2 separate regions of the Mus musculus genome follow, and region 2 is linked to region 1. The links are chromatin contacts, called in public promoter capture Hi-C maps. All regions are on one chromosome and are shown on one strand. Each heading gives the region's core, a stretch centred on a gene start, on an enhancer-like site or on the middle of the called end of the contact. The rest is flanking DNA. Distances are from core to core; before and after follow the strand shown.

Region 1 (4,072 bases), core at 484-2,983:
TGGTAGCTCACAACCATTTGGGGATCTGATGCCCTCTTCTGGTGTGTCTCAAGACATAGACAGTGACATAAATAAATCTTAAAAAGGAAGAAAGAAAGAAAGAAAGAAGACCCCTTCTCTCAAGACCCCTCTATGCAGAAGAGGAGGCAGAGAGTCAGAGCCAGAGGTGATGATCCCAAAGAAACTGTTTCTAGACACCATAGAACTGATGTCTAGAACACACATGTGAACTCAGAGCCGGTGACAGTGACACAAGGCCTGTGTAGGTTCAAACCAGACAACATCCCAGCCCTGAGGAAGGAGAGCAGACAAAAAGTCCTTCCTACTCCTAACCAGGAAGATACCCATAACTGGTATTTTCTGGGACACACAGCTTCCTCAAATGGAGTGTCATTGGGTATGTCAACAACACAACTGGGCAGATTCCATGTGCTAACACACGTACACACAAACACCCCACGTCCTTTTGTGAGATCTCTGCATACTGGCTGGTTTTGTGTCAACTTGACACAGGCTGGAGTTATCACAGAGAAAGGAACTTCAGGTGGGGAAATGCCTCCATGAGATCCAGCTGTAAAGCATTTTCTCAATTAGTGATCAAGGTGGGAGGGTCCCTTGTGGGTGGTGCCATCCCTGGGCTGGTAGTCTTGGGTTCTATAAGAAAGCAAGCCGAGCAAGCCAGAAGAAGCAAGCCAGTAAGTAACATCCCTCCATGGCCTCTGCATCAGCTCCTGCTTCCTGACCTGCTTGAGTTCCAGTCCTGACTTCCTTTGATGATGAACAGCAGCATGGAAGTGTAAGCTGAATAAACCCTTTCCTCCCCAACTTGCTTCTCGGTCATGATGTTTGTGCAGGAATAGAAACCCTGACTAAGGGGCTGGTAAGATGGCTCAGTGGGTAAGAGCACCCGACTGTTCTTCCGAAGGTCCAGAGTTCAAATCCCAGCAACCACATGGTGGCTCACAGCCATCTGTAACAAGATCTGACGCCCTCTTCTGGAGTGTCTGAAGACAGCTACAGTGTACTTACATATAATAAATAAATCTTTAAAAAAAAAAAAAAAAAAAGAAACCCTGACTAAGACACTGCGTTTTGCCTTACTGGTTTTCTTTTTAGTTTGCTTTGATTTTAGCTTCTTATGAAGAGAGAAATTGGACGTGGGGGTGGGGAAGATCAGGGAGGAGAGAAAGAATATGCTAAAACTTTATTGTACAAAAAATATTTTCTCAGACAAGATGTTTGGCTTTCGATTCCATTCCTGCCATGGAATTCCTAACACCCATAGGACAGAACAGCAGTGTTTTATTCATAATGAACATCTTCTGTTTGTACCAGACTTCATGCTACTGAGGTAACTTTAGGATGAGGCTGCTCACCAGGTGCTTAGACCTCCAGCCTACCTACTTCCGGGAGGTTGGGGGGCAGCTGGGATGGAGAGCCTGGGGTGCACTGAGGGCAAGGGAGCCAGCCCCAGGCCTGCCTTCTTCACCCATGCACCTCTTCCATTTGACTGATCCTGAACTGTATCCGTCACAATAGAATGAGCATTAAAGAACGTGTTCTGCAAGCTATCCACAGCAAGCACGGACGTGTACGTGCACACCCACGAAGAACTGTTAGTGTAAGAAACAAGGAAGTCAGGATTTAGCATAAAACCCCTTTATTCAGTGGCCAGGTCCCAGTGAGTAATGTCAGTATTGGCTGGATGCTGCTGCTGCCGCTGCTGCTGCTGCACACTCTTAAGAACGCAGAGAAGTGTGTCACCGAAAGCTCTTTACTTGGAGTGTGGAGAGTAAAATAAAACCGTTTGTTCTTTGATAAAAATCTTTAAAATAGAAAAGTGAAAAGGAGGAAAGAAGAGAAACCTCATAGCAGTTTCAAAACTAACAGACATCCCCCTGGAGTATTTACGGTAAGACGCCTTTTTTAATAAGAGAATACTCTACTCGAGGCTTTCTCACACCACTGGGGGCTTTTCACTCCCTGCCCTGCCCTGCCCTGTAGTGATGAGTCCTCCCCCTCCTTCTTCACTCTGTCTTCCACTCTGTCGTTTGTCTCTGAATCTCTTTGATGCTCCTCACCTCCACTCAGAAACGAGCAGCAAATCTGTTCATTTGGACATTTACTGTGTGCTCGTGCTCGGCGCTATGCTGGGGGGCGGAGATTTAGCATTTGAACCCTTCCTTGGGAAGCTATACTTCAGGGTGAATTTACAAAACAACGTTTTCCACATTACATTCCGGGCTGTCTGAGCCCCCTAGGAGTTTGGAGAGTTTTTTGAAACAATGTGGGAGGGGGTGCTTGTGACTTGGTTGGGGAGGGGGTGCTTGTGACTTGGTTGGGGAGGGGGTGCTTGTGCACTTGGTTGGGGGAGGGGGTGCTTGTGCACTTGGCACTCTGTTGTTGGCACAGGGATCTAGGATGGCCTTGAACTCCTGCACCTCTGGGCTCATCTCCGAACAGCTTAGCAGTATTGCAGCTCCATTTGTGCCAATGTGATTTGCGGGAGGGCGATGTTTTTAATTTGCTTCTATAACTTCCAAATTTAATTTAAAGTCCCCAGTCCTCAAACTATAAAATTTGAGCAACACACGGATGTTAAAATCTCCCCTGGGTTGGACTAGCAGCAAGAGGGCTAACCTCCTGTCTTTCCTCAGAGCCCTCATACCTTTCACCTCCATGTAGATTTCTTTTGCGATTCTTCGAGAATCTTTTTTTCTTATTATTTCTTCAGATATAAATTAAGCTTGCACGTATACCCCTTTCATACTTGAAGCCAAAACAAGGTTCTTGCCTTTGGTCCACACCTTTGCCCACGAGGCCTACATAGACCCGTGAGAGTGGCACTTCAAAAAGAAAATGCAAACTGGAACTGTGGGTGATGCACTGTGGAAGGAAAAACCAAGCCACGCCCTCTCAGCCGTACCTCGTGCCATTCGCGGCTGACTGTCCCCGGTAGCATTCACGTTTGGAGATCTTCCTCAGGCAGAGTGACTCAAGTCCAAATGCTGGTGGCCGGCTTCTTTCCCGCTCACTCTCTGTAGCATGCTTCTCTCTCTGGATCCACAAAGCCGACCGCTGAACAGTGATGATGTCAGACTGATGGGAAAGCTCTGCCCACGCCTCTCAGGCCACGGCCAGCTTTAGTGCGGGGTGCATGCAGCCAGATGCTCCTAGGTTTCCACTCAAGTTCCCCTCGTGCTCGCCTCAAACCCTTCCAACCTGAAGGCGACTTAGGGAGCTGGCTTGACTCTCACTTTACATTCGGCCGGCCTTACTTTGCAGGAGGAAGATGCCAGGTTGGAACCGGGAAAAGGATGAGAAGCGCAAGGCCTGCTGGGAGGGCGTGGGGGGCGGGGAGGTGGTCATGCACAAGCTTCTGGCTCTGTCGTGCATGTTTTCGGTGTGACAGCGTGTATTTCCATACATGAGGGCTTGTGCTTGTTCAAGAAAGAAGTAACCTGCCCTGAAAAGCTCTTCTGTCAGATATGGCCGTGAGTGTGCATCCGTGTGTGTGTGTGTGTGTGAAAAGCATCGTGAGGTGATGTGTCGAGTCCCGTGAGTGTATCCTCCTGGCCCCTCCCCTGTTGCCACACCCACCGCACCCCCAAGGACAAACTGTTGCTACACCTGATCCGTCTGATATTCAGAAGCTTCTGACAGGCTTTCTGAGAAGCTCAGGAAGTTCTCTTGGTACTCGGAGCACACAATCTCATAGCGGTAGTGCCGGAACTCCACAGCCAGGGTGCCAAAGTACGCCAGGAAGCACATGACCAGGCCCCACTGGACCCTGGCTGCGTACATGTGGATATCTTGGGCCATCAGGATGAAATCTAGGGCACAGGAGTTAAGGAAGGTAATCGGGCATAACCACATTAGTCTTCCCATCACTGGGCAAGCTAACAGCAGCAGGGCTCGCTGAAGCTGATAATTGCATGTGGTATTAGACTGTATTGAGCTGTGTGCCGCGCTGGGCATGCTTCTAGATGTGTTCACAGATGATCTCCTGTAACATCACTGAGAGTCAAGAAATGGAGGCCAAGTGGGGAGCTTGCTGGAAGTCACTCATACA
Region 2 (4,371 bases), core at 585-3,084, 490 kb after region 1:
AGGCTTAAACTGAAGGCGGGGATCTGCTCAGGTAAGCATCACGTGGCTTCAGCCGCATCCTGTAAGGTGGTCTGACAAGTTGCAGAACTCCGTGGGATCCTTTCCTGCAGGACAAGTCCCTCCTCTGACCAGAGGCTTTTCCTTCTCCTGAGACTCCTGAGACAGTCCCATTTCTTTAGGGTCTGTTGCTATAATAGTTGAAGAGTAAGACTATGAGATGTCAGTATCTCTTTAGACTAACTTCATTTTTGCCCAGGCCCGTCTCAAAAGCATTTTGGAAAGCTTGCCGGCAAAGCAGATTCCTGGTCACTATTCTGGAAAGCTGTAATTAGCCTAGGGTCTGGGAGATTGTAATCGTCAGTTTTCTGCGCTGCAGCCCCTGTGTGCTGCACAAAGGAATGTGGCTGCTTTGGTGACTAGTGCTCCTTTCCCCAGGCTGACAGATTCCACCCCCCCCCCCCCCAACCCCTGCCTGAGCCTCCCACGTCTGCAGAGCACGTGCAAACTCAGCTCATGGTTCTTATCTGCTGGTGATGCAGGACGGACCCCTTGATGGTGGAGACGCCCACCCAGTGACTTGCAGACCTTGCAACCTCTGGCTCTTTGCTTTGTCTGTTACAAATAACTCCAAGTCCATTAGAAAACATGAATTGACCCAGCTGTGTGCATAAAAAGTCTTGCGATAGAGTTGTTTTGGGCCAAGGAGAAATCTGTAGTTTCCTGACGGTGGGGGCAGAGCTCTGCCGCATGCATCCTTAAACGCGCAATAGGAAAGTAATAGAAACTGGTGAGGACCACTCAAGAAAAAAGAAAAAAGAAAAAAAAAATAGAGGCGAGGAGGAGACAGAAACAGGACTCTAAGTCGACGGGCTTAGAAAGGCAACATGATAAATACCTTCCTTCTGAGATTCCTTGGCAAGGACTGGCCCCTACCAGGAAATCTTGTAGGATTTGGCTCACAGTTGAATATCTTAATTTTATCTATTAGTCTTAGACTCATTCTTGTGCCTATATTTCTGCCTCAGAACACACCACTCTCTAGAAGGAGACTACACCAGCTTAATAAAATTATGTTACATGGCACTAGTTATATTAATAAATCTTGTTAATATCGATAAAGCCAGGTTCTAAGCAACATATGCCTGAAGTCCTTCTATTATACACTGATATGAAGATTCAGTGTTCTTCAGTCTCGTGAGCTGCCCAACGTGAGATGTGAGTGTTTCTCTAGGAGCGTTAGTGAGTACTGATCAAACCCCCAGAGCAGTTGGAGTTTTGCTTTCATAGTGAGAACTCCTAAGGATTCCCAAACTTTACAAACTAATAAATCTACAGAAATCCCACTGACTAAACCTATAAAAATCTCCAGGTAGTTTAAACAAATATATATATATATATATATATATATATATATATATTATGTATAAAGAAACTAGATCACTTAGAGAGAGAGAGAGAGAGAGAGAGAGAGAGAGAGAGAGAGAGAGAGAAGATCTAGTTAGGAAATCCAGCACACAACATGCCCTCCCCGAAAGCAAGCAGTGGGCATGAGAACGGTGCCCCAGAGCCCAGAGGATCCCAACTGAGATGCTCAAAGCATGACGTTTAGCAAGCCTGACCCCTAATTGCTGAGTTCCACTAAAAATTACTAAAGTTAAAGCAATTAGTGAAGAAAACAATGATCTTTCAGCGTAATCTCAAACGACGTTAGGAATAAGATAAAACTTTGAAAGGAAAGACCCCTAGATTTAAAGACTTCCTAACAAATACTTACAGTTCAAAAGGGTTGGGCAGAACCGGTCCTGTGGTCTGGGGTTGAGTCTTACTACAAATAGAGAGACTCCGAGGAAAGGAGGAGGTATCAACCCCGTGGAGGGTGGGGTAGGGGTGGGCTGGAGTACAAAGAGCAATGTCCTGTGCTCTGATTGGCTGTGGTAATCCAGGCACCAAAAGCCATCTCTTACCAAATAGGGTTTTCCTCCTTACAATTCCAAGGGCTAACCTCTAAGGTCTCGGTGGAAAGGAGAGGGTGTGGTTCCCCTGATTAGCTACCTGCCTGACAAAGCTCTCCGAGTCTCACACCTTATTTTCCTCTTTTAACCTAAGAAACCAGAAGGCACTTGGGGACCTGGAGTTCCAGGCCCGCTCAGACTGTCCTTGAGTGTGTCTCTCTAGAGTTCTGGCTATCCCAGAGCTCAGTTTGTAGGATGGTCTCAAACTCTCAGAGACCCATCTGCCTCTGCCTCCTGTGGCTGGGATTAAAGACATGCACCACCATGCCGGGCTTCTGATCAGATCTTTCTCCTCCGTCTTTTCTTCCTCCCCCCCCCCCTTTCTTTTCCTCCCTGAGGCATTAGGGACTGAACCCAGGGCCAGTGCATTTTAGGTGAGAGCTCTATTATTGACCTACCTCTGTCCCCCAATATTGCTATATTGCTTTGGTTTCTGTAACAGACTGAACACTTTATGTTAGTTATGTTATGTTATGCTTTATGTTAGGCGTGATTTTTATTATTTTATTTTTTATCTGTCGTAGTTGTCATCACCATCACCTTCTCCCACCCCATCTCTCTGTGGTGTGTGTCTGAACATACATGTCAGCATCTGAGGATCACAGCAGGCATGTGGAGGTCAGGGGACAGGAGGACAGCTTTGGGAAGTCTCTTCTCTCCTCCTGTTGAAGCTGCCTTGTCTCTTGTTCCCACTGTGCTGCACAGCTGTGAGCTTCCAAGCAATTCTCCTGCCTCCACCCCCCACCCAGTCTCTCGTAGGAGTTCTGGGATTACAGTTATGAGCCTCTGTATCAGTATGTATGTATGTATGTATGTATGTATGTATGTATGTATGTATGCATTTTGTAGATTCCAGGGGTCAAACTGAGATTGTCAGTATTTTTTTCTCCCACTCTTTAAAAAAAAAATTAAATTTAGTTTTATGTGTGTAGGTGTGTTTTGCTTGTGTGCGTGCCTGTGCACCGTGTATGTACATGTGTGCCTGATGCCCACAGAGGCCAGAAGAAGGTGTTGGATCCCCCAACTGAACCTCTGTAACACTGAAGTTACAGATGGCTATTAACCACCATGTGGGTGCTGGGAACCACATCCGCTCTCTGGCAGAGCAGCCAGCATTCTTAACTGCTGGACCATCTCTCCAGCTCAAGGATCCGGTTTTAGCTGCAAGTGCCTTTGACTCCTGGGCCCGTAGGCATGGTTCTTAATGCTTTTTAAAATATTTGCCTTATGATCCTGAAGGGTGGTATTATTGCCTCTACTTGATTGAGGCACAGACTTACTTGGTGGCAGCTAGACACTGGATGAAATGGAACTCCCTGCCACACACTGGTGCACATCCTTGCCACACAGTTTAGCACTGCCATGTCCTAGTAACCTTGGAGTGAGTGACAGGTAGGTTGGGAATGTTCTACCTCTCTCTCTTCCTTTCTTTTTAAGATTTATTTATTTTATGTATATGAGTACACTGTAGCTGTCTTCAGACACACCAGAAGAGGGCATCAGATCCTATTACAGATGGTTGTGAACCACCATGTGGTTGCTGGGAATTGAACTTAGGACCTTTGGAAGAGCAGTCAGTGCTCTTAACCACTGAGCCATCTCTCCAGCCCAGGGAATGTTCCATTTCTAAGCAGTTTTATTAAGCAGTAAAATTTATAGAAGGCCTTTTATTTTTAAAAGAAAAAAAAATACTAGCTTTCTATACAAGACTCCCCAGAACTACCAAAGTGAACTTTGAAGGAGCCCTGTTTTCCCAACAGGGGAGACTCTCGTCAACCTGAAGAACAGCATTAGGAACATCCTTCCTGCAGTGTAGCTGTGAAGTGCTGTGCACCCCCACACTGGTGCTGCTGTGCTGTTGAAGGCTTGGTCTCTAATGCAAGGGTCAGAAGCTGGGCTGTCGGAGAGTGTTTGGTCCCTGAGCCTCTGACTTAATCAATGAGTTAATTCATTGGCAGATTCATAATTTGGTTATTGAGAGGTGATGGAAACTAGACAGTGAGACCTGTTTGAAGAAAATGTGTCACGGAGGTGCTTCTTGGAAGGCCACTCAGCCCCAAGACATCACGATCTTTTTCCTTCTGGGTTATCAGAGGTCATCAGTTTCATCCGTCAGACTTCCACCACCAAAATGTCCTGCCTCACAGCAGACCAGGACGACAGAGCCAGCCAACCATGGACTCAGACTTCAGAAACAACTAGGAAGTAAATCCTACTTCCTTCTCTAGTTTCCTCAGGAAGTTGTCACCGTGAGGGCCAGGAAGTAAAGGAAACTGAAATGGTTGCTCCATCCATAAGATGTAGGTAAGAGGCTACAGGGCTAGAGAGCTGGCTCCAAGTGGTTAAGAGCACTGGCTGC

What was found. Promoter capture Hi-C pulls out the DNA fragments that hold promoters and counts their contacts.
Region 2: a contact with region 1 is called in a promoter capture Hi-C map of stem cell-derived epiblast-like cells, with 2.5 times the contacts expected there. The contact joins the promoter of Plac8 here to the promoter of Tmem150cos in region 1. A contact is called at or near these places in 1 of 39 promoter capture datasets (stem cell-derived epiblast-like cells), 1 of 115 datasets of contacts at active chromatin or transcription factors (microglia) and 1 of 9 other capture datasets (liver).

The regions. Positions count from the first base shown.
Region 1 is chr5:100,076,229-100,080,300 of GRCm38.p6, forward strand. Tmem150cos (transmembrane protein 150C, opposite strand) reads left to right here and starts at 1,734. Exons shown (of 5, transcript NR_045993.1): 1 at 1,734-1,912. Tmem150c (transmembrane protein 150C) reads right to left here. Exons shown (of 8, transcript NM_001382851.1): 8 at 1,644-3,833. The coding sequence ends at 3,625.
Region 2 is chr5:100,570,371-100,574,741 of GRCm38.p6, forward strand. It overlaps Plac8 (placenta-specific 8), which reads right to left and starts at 1,835. Exons shown (of 5, transcript NM_139198.3): 1 at 1,775-1,835.